Regions from separate parts of the Sus scrofa genome. Here region 2 is linked to region 1. The links are chromatin contacts, called in public HiChIP or PLAC-seq maps. All regions are on one chromosome and are shown on one strand. The core of a region is the stretch at or near the end of the contact, and the rest is flanking DNA. Distances in the headings are between cores, read along the strand shown.

Region 1 (6,955 bases), core at 2,952-5,451:
TGTAGCCACCGGCCTACGCCAGAGCCACAGCAACGCGGGATCCGAGCCGCGTCTGCAACCTACACCACAGCTCGCAGCAACGCCGGATCGTTAACCCACTGAGCAAGGGCAGGGACCGAACCCGCAACCTCATGGTTCCTAGTCAGATTCGTTAACCACTGCGCCACAACGGGAACTCCTATATTTTCTTTCTTAAGTTCAAAAGCTAATCCTCTGTTAGCAGCAGTTGTCTGGGAGCAGCAATCCTCACTCCTGGAATCAAGTCAATAGAAAGGACTTCTAGTTCTCTGAATGTTTAGCTTCTGCTTCCCTCTTTGCATTTACCTGGTGTTTTCACTTCTGAAGTTCTTAAGGCAGAGAGTGCTCAACTGTTTCAGAGAACTTTTGAAGGCAGAGGTTGTGCTTGGTTCACAAAGGGATCCAATATGCTCTCTTTGGCCCAGGAAAACAAAACCCCAGCAGACTGGCTCCCGCCATCTCCAAATGACAGGAAACGGGGAGCTAAGACAGCCTAAATAACTCTTTGGACAGGGCACATGCTCTGCAGGCTCCTATAGTCTCCCCTTCACTCCTCCGGGCTCCCCCACCCCCCAATCTTATCAGACAATGAGCAGCAACATACTCTCAGGACGCACTGAGCTGAGGGGCAGAGCTGTGACTCACACTGGCACAAGCTCCTCAACTAGAGCGGGCACGTCACTATTTCTAGAACCTTGCAGAGAAGAGATTTACCTGCAGGTGCCAACGGGCTTTGGTAATACCACCCCGGCAGTGTAAACAGCTTGGAAGATGCCCTCCAGGTGAACCCGCCGGGTTATCTCCCGGATCAGGACTGGAGCTACTCTCTTGGAGCGCAGCTTCTTGTGGACACAAAGGAAGTTGATCTCCACCATCTTCTTCTCTCTGAAGAGGGAGGAAAGAACTCGGGAACAAGGCTTTTAACACGCAAGGGATCCCTTCAGGCATGGAGCCCCCGGAGGGGCTGGGGCCCGCGGCACAGGCACTGTGCGCGCCGCACTCAGGACTGGGCCCCCTTCTGCCGCTCTGCTCAGCTGTTCCAGGCAAGGGGCCCACTCTCTCCTCAACACAGACCCTACTTCCAAAGGGAAGTGGGACTCAAGCAAACCCCTTTATTTAAGGCACCACCAGCATCTCCCTGGTGAAGCGCCAAGAGCAGGCTAGAGGAGTTCCACCTTGAACTGTCAGGAACCTTCCAGAGTAAGTCAAGGGTGACACTAGGACTTCAAGGGTTCTGACCCCACAAGAATCCACTACAGCCTCTAAACCCAGAAGGCTGTGAGAGGTGGTTTTGACATTTCCAGGGAAAATGAAGAGCAGAGCTTGAAGGTCCATGACTATCTGGGTGTGAGTCACAATGGCCCACTTCTGAAGCAGCTCAAGTGCATGGACACATGCCTGAGCGACACTGAACGGCTGTCCAGGGAGCGGACCGGCCTTCAGGGTGGACCCCTTCCAGGCCAGGTCACAGACAAGAAAACCAGCAATTACAATTCAGAGTAAGACAGGCAGTTTCTATTGTGAATTCCTATTCCCAGGACCCAGGTCCCCTCCCTCCCTTCGTGGGAATTGCTCTCTTTCTTCTATGGAAGGTGTGTGTATGGTTCCCCCCACACCTTCTCACACGAGCAGGGGGGTGAGGAGGTGGGGGGTGGGGCCTGGCGCAGGTGCTTACGTGTCATAGATATGGATGTTTGCTGGGATGGCGCTGATGAACCCAACCAGTTTCCGACTTGAGACCACTCGAACCCCACAGTGCCACTGGGGGAGCCAGCCAGGCGGCCGGAGAGCCCTAGAAGAGAGACCGGGGCTGTGGCTGCCATGCTGCGTGCCAGTGGGCCGGGCGGACTGGGCTCCACCACTGAGTCTGGTTCTAACCTCATGCTACCACCTCCCCAGGAGGTAACAGCTTAATCCTCTTGCTTCTCCTCAAGGCCAAACTCTCCTGGGCACCAATGGGAGGGAGCCATAGCCCTTTCTTTCTGCTCAGTCCACTTGGCCTACTTACTTGCCCAACCCAGGGCTGTAGCCTGAGGATTTCCTGCCTGGTTCCATTTCTTTGTACTCCTTCATCTGACAGCCTGAGCCAGGGCACTGGTCTCCTTGGCTCCCAGAACAGTGGGTCCTGTGGTTGGGAGCAACTGGGGAGCCTCTGGAGCTCTGGGCTCCATCTCCCCCAGGCACCATCACTGGCCCTCTTCCCACTTGGCTATTCTTCTGCTCCCCCAGCCCCTTTCGGGCAGACCCCCTCCACGCCCGCCCGCCCCTTGCCTCCACCTTCCCGGATGTAAAAGGCAACCCAGAAGAGTGGGTGGCTTAGCATGTGAGGAAATGGGCAGAAAACGACTTTATCTTATATCTTAGCAGGTCTCATCCCTCCTCTTCTACATAAAGTCATCGCATAACAATCTGTTCTTCTGGGTACCAGGTCCACAAAGGCTGCCCTCACCCAGTCACTCTGTCTTAAATAAGGTTTCAATTCTAAGCGCCGCTGGAAGCAAGTCTCCTTCAGATGCACACACTCGGAAAGCACACACTCATGACTGCCGTTAAAAGGCTGGCTCTTGGGAGTTCCCGTCGTGGCGCAGTGGTTAACGAATCTGACTAGGAACCATGAGGTTGCAGGTTCGATCCCTGCCCTTGCTCAGTGGGTTGACGATCCAGCATTGCCGTGAACTGTGGTGTAGGTAGCAGACACGGCTCGGATCCCGGCTCGGATCCCGCATTGCTGTGGCCCTGGCGTAGGCTGGTGACTACAGCTCTGATTCCACCCCTAGCTAGGAACCTCCATATGCCCTGAGAGCGGCCCAAGAAATGGCAAAAAGACAAAAAAAAAAAAAAAAAAAAAAAAAGGCTGGCTCTTAGCAGGGAGGAGGAGAAACCTGGTGCCCTGTGCTTGTTCTGCTCTAGGCCTGGCCCCGGAACCCTAAGAAAGCCCTTACAACTCACCACAAAAGAAATTCAGGGGAATAATCAAATCGGAACATGTTGTCATCATCTTCTACATAATTCTCATTCAGGAGGGTGTACAGTTCTTTCAGCTGTAGAGAAATGAGGGGCTGCCTTAGATGTTTGCTGCCAGATGGGGGACCCCCTCCAAAACCTCGGGGCCCCGAGCTTTTCAGGACAAGGCAAACTACCAAAAACGAGGTTTCATCTCATCAATCCTTTCCATCCAGGCACAGCAGGGACTCTTTTTGGAACAAGCACCCTAGTGCTTAACAGGGAACTGAGCCACCAAGGGCTAGAGTGGCAGACTTAAGGACGTCAAGTGGCAGAGCAAGAATGTCACCCAGGAGTTCCCGTTGTAGCTCAGCAGTTAACAAACCAGACTAGTGACCATGTGGGTTCAATCCCTGGCCTTGCTCAGTGGGTTAAGGATCCAGCATTGCCATGAGCTGTGGTGTAGGTCACAGATGTGGCTGGCATCTGGCTGTGGTGTAGGCCGGCGGCCACAGCTCTGATTAGACCCCTAGCCTGGGAACTTTCATATGCGCTGAGTATGGCCCTAAAAAGAAAATAAATAAATAAATAAAAGAATGTCATCCAACGAACCAACCACGCCACCGTTAGGACTTAGGACAAGGGACTGAATGAATGGATGAACAAGAAAAGTGAAAGCATGAAGAAAAGGTATCTGCTTTAAAAGAAAAAAAAAAAGTACCCACTTTGGGGAGCTGCAGGGGTTCACTCTCTTGTGTCATTTATGGGGGCTCATGGGCAGGCCCCAGAGGCAGCAGACGAGGAGTCTGCTCAGACCTGCTTGGCTCAGCTCAGTCCTTGAGAAAGGCCTGGGTGGAAGCATCTCGGTGAGACTACAGGACCCCTGAAAGTGGCGCCGAGTCCATGCTCGTGGCCTGCCCAGGCCTACTCACCACACCACGGTCCCCAAGATCCAAGGCATCCCAGGTGAAGCCCTGGGGCAGGGTGTAGGGCTCCTGGCGGATGTTGTCCTTATCAGGCTCCACGGGACCATGCGTGTTCACGACTTCTCCTGGAGGAAGAACGCAGCCATGAGCCTCGCCCTCTGCCTCCTCGGGGAAGGAAGGGGCTCAGCTCAAACCCTGCCCTCGGCCAATTCCGCCCGGCCCAGGAGCGCTCCGTCTGAAGGACACTCTGTTCTTGGCAACTGCAGACCGTCTCTCCCGCTACCCTTGGCTCTAAACTGAGGGCCAATTCATGGCAAAACTTCAGAACAATCCCTGGGATCCAAGGCGCTTGGTTCCTTGGACACTCTCTTGCAGCTCCCTTCAGTTACTGAAGGACAAACATTTATCTTGACGAGTCTGCCTTCCCACCCCTGGCTGGCATGGAGCGCTGTCCACCCCGGCCTAGGCCCATCGACCTGGGTGGATTTTAAGGAGGTGCAACAAGGCTGCTTTTGTGTCCACAGCAACAACAATGCACTGGGCTTCTTCCCGAACTAGAGATGGCATCTAGGCGCCAGGCTCACCCCAGGCCCTGGCATCCTTAGCTTTCAGCAATGTGGGCCAGTTAACCTCTGCTGCCAACTCAGGCCCTCGGTGTTGACAGAGTCCTGCGAGTGCTTTAGGCTGAATCACTGGGCCTCTGCCACACTGCTGGGAAGTTACCCTCTGACACAGCGGCCCCACTGTGGACAGAAACCCCTGTGGCATGCATGCGGAGGTCTAGGGCTGCTGAGAAGATGGAGCCCTGATTCCCAATCACAGCCAAATCACTCATCTGATAAACTTGGGCAAATCAGCCACTTAATTTTTGGCCTCTGGAATTATTTGGGCCTGGTAGTTTCTACAATTCAGACATTCATGTTCACAACTTGGAAGAATGCAATGCTGAGTACATTTTAAAGGCAGTCCTAAGAGTTCCCTGGTGGTGGTACAGCGGGTTAAGGATCCGGCGTTGTCACTGCAGTGGCCCTGGAGCTCCCACATGCCACAGGCGCAGCCAAAAAACCCCGCAAAACAAAACAAAAGAGTCTTTACAAGGGACCCACTCAGTACATGGCTCCCAGCACAGGGCTCTGTAGATTCTAGGCACTCAGTTCACGCTTTTACTGACATGCAGGCTCCTGGCCCAACACCCCATTCTCACCTGGGCCAGGAAGCTCGAGACCCTCCCAGTGACGACTCCCTGGGGCAGGTGTGGGGAAATGGCCACATCCAGCCACGAGCTGAGGACGACACCTCAGGGCTGAGCACGTAATTCTCACTCAGCACAATCACTAAACACCAGTCAGATACTAGGATAGAGCCGAGAAAAGACAAAGTCCCTGGCGCCGACAGATGTACCACCTTCTGGAGAAATATTCAAGAAGTGAGTCATTACTAACATGCTAAGGGTCACAAGCTGGAAAGTACAGGCAACAATGGGGACACACAACAGGGAAGAATCCAGCTAACTCCTACTCATTAGCTGGCTCCCAAACAGGTTTGCTTGGGAGAAGTTTTTCTTCCCTAGTTTTGAAATTGGGCTTCTGATTTATTCACAAAGTAACCCCTGTGTTTTGTTTTTTTTTTTGCTTTTTAGGGACGCACCTGCGGCATATGGAGATTCCCAGGCAAGGGGTCAAATCGGAGCTACATCACAGCTCATGGCAATGCCAGATCCTTAACCCACTAAGCGAGGCCAGGGATCAAACCTGTATCCTCATGGATCCCAGTCGGGTTCATTAACTGCTGAGCCATGAAGGGAACTCCTGAATTAGTTTAATATGTTAATCCACTTTCAATTCCCTGCCATGTACAATTTTTTGAGCCTAATGACCAAGCCAAGGGCCGGACCCTTGGAAAGGAGCAAGGACTTCTACGCTAGTCTTGTCCAGATGCTACTCAATAACTCAATAGTCTCTATCATTTTGAATTTATTCCCTTTCCAAAATACATTTTTCACTTCAGAACCTTCGTTTCTCTTTTTTTCCAAAATGATTTCCATGGGCAAGATACTGGCAGTCATCCCCACTGTATCACAAAAATCCCAAGGCCAAATGGTGTCCTTTGGGCTGGTTACTAGGGCTCACAAGCACCGTGAATTTCCATCTGCACCTCCGCCGTGTTCACGATGCGCAGGATCCTATGGGGCAGGAGCTGGTGAATGAAACGGGCACAGGTCCTCATCATCAACCAAACAGAAACATCAACCAGACAAGCAAGCAGGCACCTGCCACCCGGCATGACAAGAGCCCGCAGCAGAGAAGTAGCGGTGTTACAGGGCCTGCAGGGTGGGAGGTGGAGGGGTCAGGAAAGAGCTCTCAGAAAAACTATTTAAAGATGAGACCTCGAGGATAATTAAGAATCAGGCAGGGGAGGACTTGGAGCGGGGTACCCTGAGGGAACAGCGTATGGCAGGGCCTGGGGATGAAGGAGGGGAAGGAAAATAGGAGAGGAGGCCAAAGAGGAGAGTTAGGCCAACTGTGGAGAGCCTGCGAGCCACGGCAGAGGCTGCACTTTATCTTTAGGGCCACGGGACATCCTTAACGGGTTTTTAAGGGTAGGGGAGGAAGGAGTGCCATCCCGAGATTGAATTTCGCAAAGAACATTCAACGTGCTTGTCCAGAGACACTACTGAGCGAACTTTTATGCAATATTCAACTGGTGAGTCTTAATCTAGGTGCTGACAAACCAGCACTCTTCGGTGATCTCAAGGCTGTTTGCTGTCTGCAAGCCACAGTGGACAAGAGAGAGTCAGAGGAAACACTGAGAGAGCAGGAGCCACGCTGAACAGACTCGAAATCCAGGAGGCCAGGCAAGCTGAGCGCCGCCTGGGGCTCCGGCCCTGTCCTGCGGCCGGTGCAGGAACCATGGCTTGTGCCACACTGCTCTGTGGAGAGTGGCCCGCCCGCCCCCTTCCAAGGGCCCTTGAGCACCTCTGCCTAAGTAGGTGGTGAACACTCTGCACAGCACAGCAGGAATGCAGCCAGTTGTCCCTAGGTCACTATGAACCAGCCAACAGCTGAAGA
Region 2 (6,955 bases), core at 1,724-4,223, 34 kb after region 1:
GCTCCCTGGGGTGATGGTCTCTGCCTTGGAGAGAACTCTGGAAGAATGACCTGCTCCCTTCCTTCCCTGGATGTTGGTGAAGGCGGAGGGAGGGAGAGGGAGGCTGGCCGCCAACATCTTCTGGGAGGGCTCCCTCCCCATCACTGTCACCGGCAGCCACCCCCAGGGGGAGGTGGTAACTTAACAGGCCCAGCTGATGAAGAGAACTTGGACTCAGGTTTACATAGCAGCCTCTCACCAATAATGAAAGACCAGGCATGGAGAATCCATCGATAAAAATAGCACTTATTAGGTAACAGGAACAATATATTTTTGCAACCACTGGTTCTGTAAGAAAATAATTGGGTCCCAAGGCAGGAAACCACTAGTTTTCATGAATGATTATATTGATCATGGGAGCGAAATGGATCCATCCCCTCTGGAAAGGAATTCAAAGGAGAAGCATGTGGCTGATCAGGCCTGCCCACGGTGAGATCCTGGGCAGCTGCGAAAGAGGAGGGAAGGAGCTGGAAACTAAGGAGGGAGCGGCCTCTGGCCCCGTCGGCAGGTGGGGGCTGTTGATTGGGAGATGCCAAGCAAGAGAACTGGATTCCAAGCTAAGCCCTGGAGCTCTCCTGGGGAGGAAAGTGTGTCCATTCACAAAGCAGTTCCTTAACCTGCCAAACCTGGGATTTACTAGCAGCGAGCAGTGTGTTCTTTTTTTTTTTTTTTTTTTTTTTTTTTTTTTGCTGTTTAGGCATATGGAGGTTCCCAGGCTAGCCTAGGCCACTGCCACTGCAATGCAGGATCCAAGCTGCGTCTGCCACCACAGCTCACGGCAATGCCAGATCCCTGACCTGCTGAGCAAGGCTGGGAATGGAACCCGCAGCCTCATGGTTCTAGTCAGATTCGTTTCCGATGCGCCACAGTGGGGATTCCCAAGAGAGCAGCGTGTACCATTGGGAGAAGGAGCAGCCTGGGAGCCTCCCCTTTGGCACCCCACGCATTTCACCATGTATTTCCCCTTCCCGTTCCTGCTCTTGGAGTCATTCATTCTGTGCCCAGTCATCAGCCTGTCAGAACTAAAAGAGAACGTTGGTTGAGGGCTCCGTGTGTGCTGAGTACTGTTCTGAGCGCTTTTCTCATTTACTCTTGACAGCAGCCCAGAGTGGGTGCCTTGGGGAGTTCCCGTTGTGGCTCAGTGGTTAACAAATCCAACTAGGAACCATGAGGTTGCGGGTTCGATCCCTGGCCTTGCTCAGTGGGTTAAGGATCCAACATTGCCGTGTAGGTCGCAGACGAGACTCAGATCTGATGTTGCTGCAGCAAGTGTAGCCCTAAAAAGCAAAAAAAACTCAGTAGGTGACTTTAGCTCCATTTCACAGAAACTAAGTCAAAGAAGAAATAGCTCACCTGGTAATTGACAGAGACTCGACACCAGGCTAGATGTTGGACACCAAAGAGTGCACACTGGATGCATGGAATTTACTTTATCACATAGTCACGCAAAAGTACTGAGCACCACGGGTACCAGGGAAGGAGAGGAAGTGGTGAGCAAGGTCAGGGGCCTGATTTGGGTTGGGGGGTGGATGAAGCTTCTGAGAGAGGTGACCTGCACTGTCGCTGCTTTCAGGTCCTCATTCAGAGAGACCTCCCTGGTCCCTCATTTAAAGTAACCACCCCCGTCGATCTTGATACCCGCCCCCAATCAGCAGCGCCTCACTTGCTGTGAGCTTTTGGTTGCATATCCCTCTCCCTCACCCCTGCCCCACTGCGTTGAGTGTAAGCTTCGTGGGGGCAGGAGCAGTGGACGAGGAGTGATGGAGGGGTTGACGGCAGGAGGGTCACACAGGACCCAGTGGCCTCTGTGAGGGGCTAGGAGGAGGAGGAATACAGCGAACGTTTTAAACGGGAGTGACATGAGCAGATGGTGACTTTAAGCCACGACCCTGGCTGCCTTGGGAGGAGCAGGCAGGGACTGGAGGGTCAGGCCGCAAGGCCACCACAGCTGTCTGGACCCAGGGTGCTGGTGGCTGGGGTTAGCAGGCCGGCCCGTGGAGTTAGAAGTCCAGACAGCGTGGGGACAGTGGGGCTCCTTGTCTGGAGGCCCATGAAGCAATCCCCTCTCGTTTTTCCCTAGGAAGGCCTGCCAGAGAGGCCACGGGAGACCCTTCTTCCAAGTATATTTTCTGTCTCTTCTCTGGGCTTTGGAGGCCCAGGAAGTAAAAACCAAATGGCATTCGGGAGAGCCTCCGTGAGTGAGGCCCACCGTTAATGGAGCACAACAGGGCCTGTTCCCTGGTGGTCTCGTGGTTAGGACTTTCTAGCGCTTTCTTCGCTGCCGGCCCAGTTCAATCCCTGGTCTGGGAACTGAAATCCCACATCAAGCTGCTGCTCGCTGAGGCCAAAAAAAAAAAAAAAAGATGAATGGAGCACAGCAGAATTCCATCTTCACCAGACAGGGCTGCAGGCCCCCCTGTCTGACTCCAATCCTTACCCTGTCTACACCCTACTGCCTCTCCCTTGACCTGGAGAATGAGGGCTGAGGGAGGGTCGGGTGTGGCTCCCCCTGGGATGGAGTCCCACCTTGGCCAACCCCCTCCAGACCCGGGATGCAGCTTCCATCAGCTTCCCTGCGTTGCTCTGGAACCTGGCGGTGTCCTTACCTCTCCAGCCAAGCCAGCTCCTGGAACAGCTTTCGGTGCTGAGGAGGAAGAGTCCCGGCCCCCAGAGGTCCTGTCATTCTTTGGTTACTGTGGGAAGAGGGCCGAGCAGAAGGAAGCAGCAGTGGGACTCAGCCTCCCCCAGGGCTGGATGTCCGGCCCCTCGTCACAGACGTGGAGACTGAGGCTCACCAGGCCTGGCGTTGGCCGCTCAGCTGTTTCTAAGCACTGCCCGCCCCGGGCCAGGCTGCTGAGAAGGCTTCCTGCAGTCACACAGCTAGGTCTGTGGCAGAATACAGAGACGGGGACTCGGGCCTCTCGGCTTCCAGTCCACGACTTTCCCTTTCAGCCACGGAGCTGGTGCCTGGCTGGCTGGGACGTGAGGTCCCGCCCTAGATTCAGACTCAGGGGGCTGGAGTGGAGCCTGGGTTTCTGCATCTTTTCGAAAGTTTCACAGGGGATTCAGATCAGAGCCAGGTTTAGCAGTTACCGCGAGGCCCCCACTGCCTCCGTGTAAATGGCAGGAGGATGAGGGGGAAAACCGGAGCGGATTCCAGAAGATGATGATTTTTGAACCAGACCAGGAAGAGGGTTCTGAACACGGGATATCAAAGACTTTACTTCTCCAGTTACTTCTCTGGGGATCGGAGCTATGGGCCCGGTCTGGGTGGGACTTTGAGGCAGCTTGAAACCTGAAAGCTTCTGTACCTCTTTGCTGAACCTTGGGGGGCCGGGGGGCTCTTAGTCAGTGCAGCTCCTGGGCAGATCCACCCTGCCCCCTCCCCAGGCCCAGGGTGATACCACGTGACTGTGTGACTGCTCTCCTTCACCTGCCGGTGCTTTGTTTGTTACTGTCTCCAAATTTTCCTGAGGGGCCAGACCTGTGTTTTCCTTTGGTTGCTCAAGAGGTCTCAGCCCTGAGCTGCAGAGCCCAGGGGAGCTCAGTCAGCAGTTAGGTCAGGAGTGAACTATGGGGGCGCAGGGTGCTTGTCAGATGGGAACAGCTGATATTTGTCCAGCCCCTTTCAGCCAGGGGCCCACAGCCTCCTTAGGCAGGTGCTTCTCTGTCCCCATGGCCTTCTTGGCAGAGGCCAAGCAGCTGTTAGTCTGTTTCTAGATGATCGTCCAGGGCCCCCGAGAAGGGAGGCTGCTCATGAGGCTCTCAGCCCCCTGAGCCTGGGGCAGAGCCGAGCCTGGAATTTACATCTGGGCCCCGGTTACTGTTCCTAAGACCCAGCCCTCTATTCTGCAGAGGAAAAACACCAGTGTGATCAGCAAGAAGGAATTTTTCCCTTGGTCTCGCATTGATTGGCCTGCAGAAAAGGACACCATGCTTGCTTAGTCATACTTAATCTACATGTAAATGAATTTTCCATTCCCCGAGTACAGGAAGGCAGGGGTCTAGACTGGGAGTTGGGGCCCTGAATTCCACCCAGGCTATGCTAATAACCGGCCCTGGGCAAGTCTCTTCCTCTCTGGTCCTCCATCCTTAACACCATAAAGGAAGAATTAGAGTCCATCCCAGGCCCTGTTACACAGCAGAGCTGCCCAGATCCTGCCCCGCAGAGATCTGATTCAGGGGGTCTCGAGAGGGGTCCCAGGCCTGTGTACCGGCAGGAGTTAAAAGTCTGCCTGCCTGCAAGGTTTTCCAGGCCCCTTTACCCAACTTGGCAAACTTAGGTGACCAGGTGACACGGGCTGTCTTTGATGGATGAGAGGTCAGGGCCCTGAGGAGAACCAGCCGTCGCCCCTTCCCTCAGCTGCGGCCTGTCCTCAAGCCCCACGCCCAGGCCTCCAGGTGGGACTTCAGCCGAAGAGGAGATTCAGTGCTTTACAGACAGCAGGACAGAGTTGGGATTAAAACACGCTCGTGCTGGGTATTCCATTTCAAAACTTCAGCTGAGTGGATGATTTTTTTTTTTTTTTTTTTTTTTTTTTTTTTGGTCATTTTAGGGCCTCACCCATGGCATATAGTGGATCCCAGGCTAGGGGTTGAATCAGAGCTACAGATGCTGGCCTACGCCACAGCCACAGCAGTGCCAGATCTGAGCCATGTCTGTGACCCATGGCTCATGGCAATGCCAGATCCTCAACCCATTGAGCAAGGCCAGGGATCGAACCTGTGTCCTCATGGATGCTAGTCTGATTTGTTTCCACTGAGCCGCAATGGGAACTCCAGGATTTTTTTTTTTTCCACAGCTGAACCCTATCCTGAACTTCTCTTTTTGTAAGCTGGAGGGAGACCAACCTGGGGGCAACCCAGGTCTCAGGGAGATTGAGAAGAAGGGCTTCGTAAATAGTTGAATAATGTGGTTCGATCTCTCCATTTGGATGATGATTCTGGTGGATGTTTTCCTCTCTCCGCCCCTGGGTTCCCTGGGTGAGAATGAGCCTGGGAGATTTAACTTCTAGATTGGTGTCCTCGCCGCCCCAAGCCACCTCCTCAGCCCACATCGGAGCGGCTGCCTCCCCTGTCATTTGGTGTGTCCTCAAGAGAGGCAGACTCCTTTCAGTATAAGTGCAAGGAAGCAATTAGGACAGTAAATCTGCTGTTTAACCAAAAAAAAAAAAAAAGTCCTATGACAGATTTTAAGGTCCTGGAGAAGTGATTTCACACTGAAGGAGGGGGGGAGAGACCTGGCCTTCGATTTAATTTCTCCCAACTTGGGAACAAAGGCTAAGACGCGGTGATCATATTTACGCCTGAAAATGCAGCACGACTTCAAGTCTACTGTGAGGAGTTCCCATCCTGGCTCAGTGGAAACGAATCTGACTAGTGTCCACGAGGATGCAGCTTCAATCCCTGGCCTCGACTAGTGGGTTAAGGATCCGGCGTGGCCCTGAGCTGTGGTGTGGCTTGCAGACCCGGCTCGCATCCTGCATTGCTGTGGCTGTGGCGTAGGCCAGCAGCTGTAGCTCCAATTAGACCCCTAGCCTGGGAACCTCCATATGCCGAAGGTGTGGCCCTAAAAAGGCTAAAAAAAATAAAGTCTGTTGTGAGACAGTCTGAGGTTGTGGGAGTGGCGACGCAACTTCACGGCAGTCTTTCTCTCCGAGCCTCACAGCTTGACAGTAACCCCCACCGTCCAGCCTACACCAGCCCCCTCACTTCCTTTCCTGGGCATTTGTCATGTCAGGAGCAGTGTGCCAAGGGCCGCAGATGATACTCTTTCCATTCAGTCTGCACGACAGCCTCTGGGGGCAGCTTCTGTCATGCCTATTTTACCCCATTTTACGGATGAGAAAACCGAACTTCAGGAGTTCCTGTCGTGGCGCATCAGAAACAAATCTGACTAGGAACCATAAGGTTGAGGGTTTGATCCCTGGCCTTGCTCAGTAGGTTAAGGATCCATCATTGCCATGAGCTGTGGTGGCAGATGTGGCTCGGATCCTGCATTGCTGTGGCTGTGGTTTAGGTCGGCAGCTGTAGCTCCAACTGGACCCCTAGCCTGGGAACCTCCATATGCCGCAAGTGCAGCCCTAAAAAAAAAAAAACGAAAAAAGAAAATAGTTTCAGAGAGGGAAGTGACTTGCCCTGGGTTGCACAGCATGTGAGTGGAAATACTGGATTTGGAGAGGTCTGTGCTCCTTGCCTCTGCTGTCCTGCTCAGCCCAGGAGCCACAAATCACCACACCAGGCTCAAGCCTGTCTTCCTTTCCTGGCTCTTTCTTGGCACAGTCTGTACGTCTCTGAACCCGAGGCTTAGTAGCCACGCAGCCACTGCCTGTCACTGAGCTCCCCACCTGTGCCGCTTCTTTGAGGAGGAGGAGGGGCTATTCATCAGTTTGGACCAGCTCCCCAGCCATCCCAGCCCTGGTGCTCGTGAGCCGCAGTGTCCCAGACTAGAAAGTGGGGCTGCAGGTGTTGTGTGGGCGTCTGGAAAGTGTCCCGGGTTCACTGCAGGGGGCCAGGTGTCCCTTCCTGCGGGGAGTTTGCCTGCATAGGGTACTGCCGCCTCCACAAAGCCCTCCACTCAGCGGCGCCCGACCTTGTTCTGCCTGCTCGGCATTTTGGTTGCTAAATTTACACAGTGTTAGTTTGCCTTCTTCATGAGTGGGTTTTTTTGTTGGTTGGCTTTTTCCCTCTCTTTTTTGGCTGCACCCACAGCATTTGGAAGCTCCCAGGCTAGGGATCAAATCCGGGGCACATCTGTGGCTTAAACAACAGCTGCAGCAACACTGGATTCTAACCCGCTGTGCTGGGCCCGGAATCGAACCAATGCCTCCACAGAGATAAGCTGGATCATTAACCTACTGTGCCACACTGGGAACTGCTTTCATGAGTGTTTTTAAAAGAATAGTAGGAGTTTCTG

Evidence for each region. HiChIP or PLAC-seq counts read pairs in DNA pulled down with a chosen protein or histone mark.
Region 2: a contact with region 1 is called in an H3K27ac HiChIP or PLAC-seq map of skeletal muscle, with 2.9 times the contacts expected there. The contact joins two enhancer-like sites. A contact is called at or near these places in 22 of 47 Hi-C or Micro-C datasets (alveolar macrophages, blood, embryonic fibroblasts and 13 more) and 2 of 2 datasets of contacts at active chromatin or transcription factors (alveolar macrophages and skeletal muscle).

Annotation. Positions count from the first base shown.
Region 1 is chr12:18,312,205-18,319,159 of Sscrofa11.1, forward strand. NMT1 (glycylpeptide N-tetradecanoyltransferase 1) reads right to left here. Exons shown (of 12, transcript XR_002337086.1): 5 at 3,894-4,012; 6 at 2,968-3,059; 7 at 1,694-1,810; 8 at 733-903. Among named protein-coding and RNA genes, the nearest start is that of NMT1, 22 kb to the right of the region's middle. Within about 2 kb of position 4,202, at least 8 of the 83 cell types and tissues checked have an H3K27ac peak or open chromatin away from gene starts, as enhancers often do. A contact at or near this core is called in skeletal muscle, where this site is marked.
Region 2 is chr12:18,347,843-18,354,797 of Sscrofa11.1, forward strand. The region is part of intron 1 of DCAKD (dephospho-CoA kinase domain-containing protein); the gene reads left to right. Among named protein-coding and RNA genes, the nearest start is that of DCAKD, 14 kb to the left of the region's middle. Within about 2 kb of position 2,974, at least 30 of the 83 cell types and tissues checked have an H3K27ac peak or open chromatin away from gene starts, as enhancers often do. A contact at or near this core is called in skeletal muscle, where this site is marked.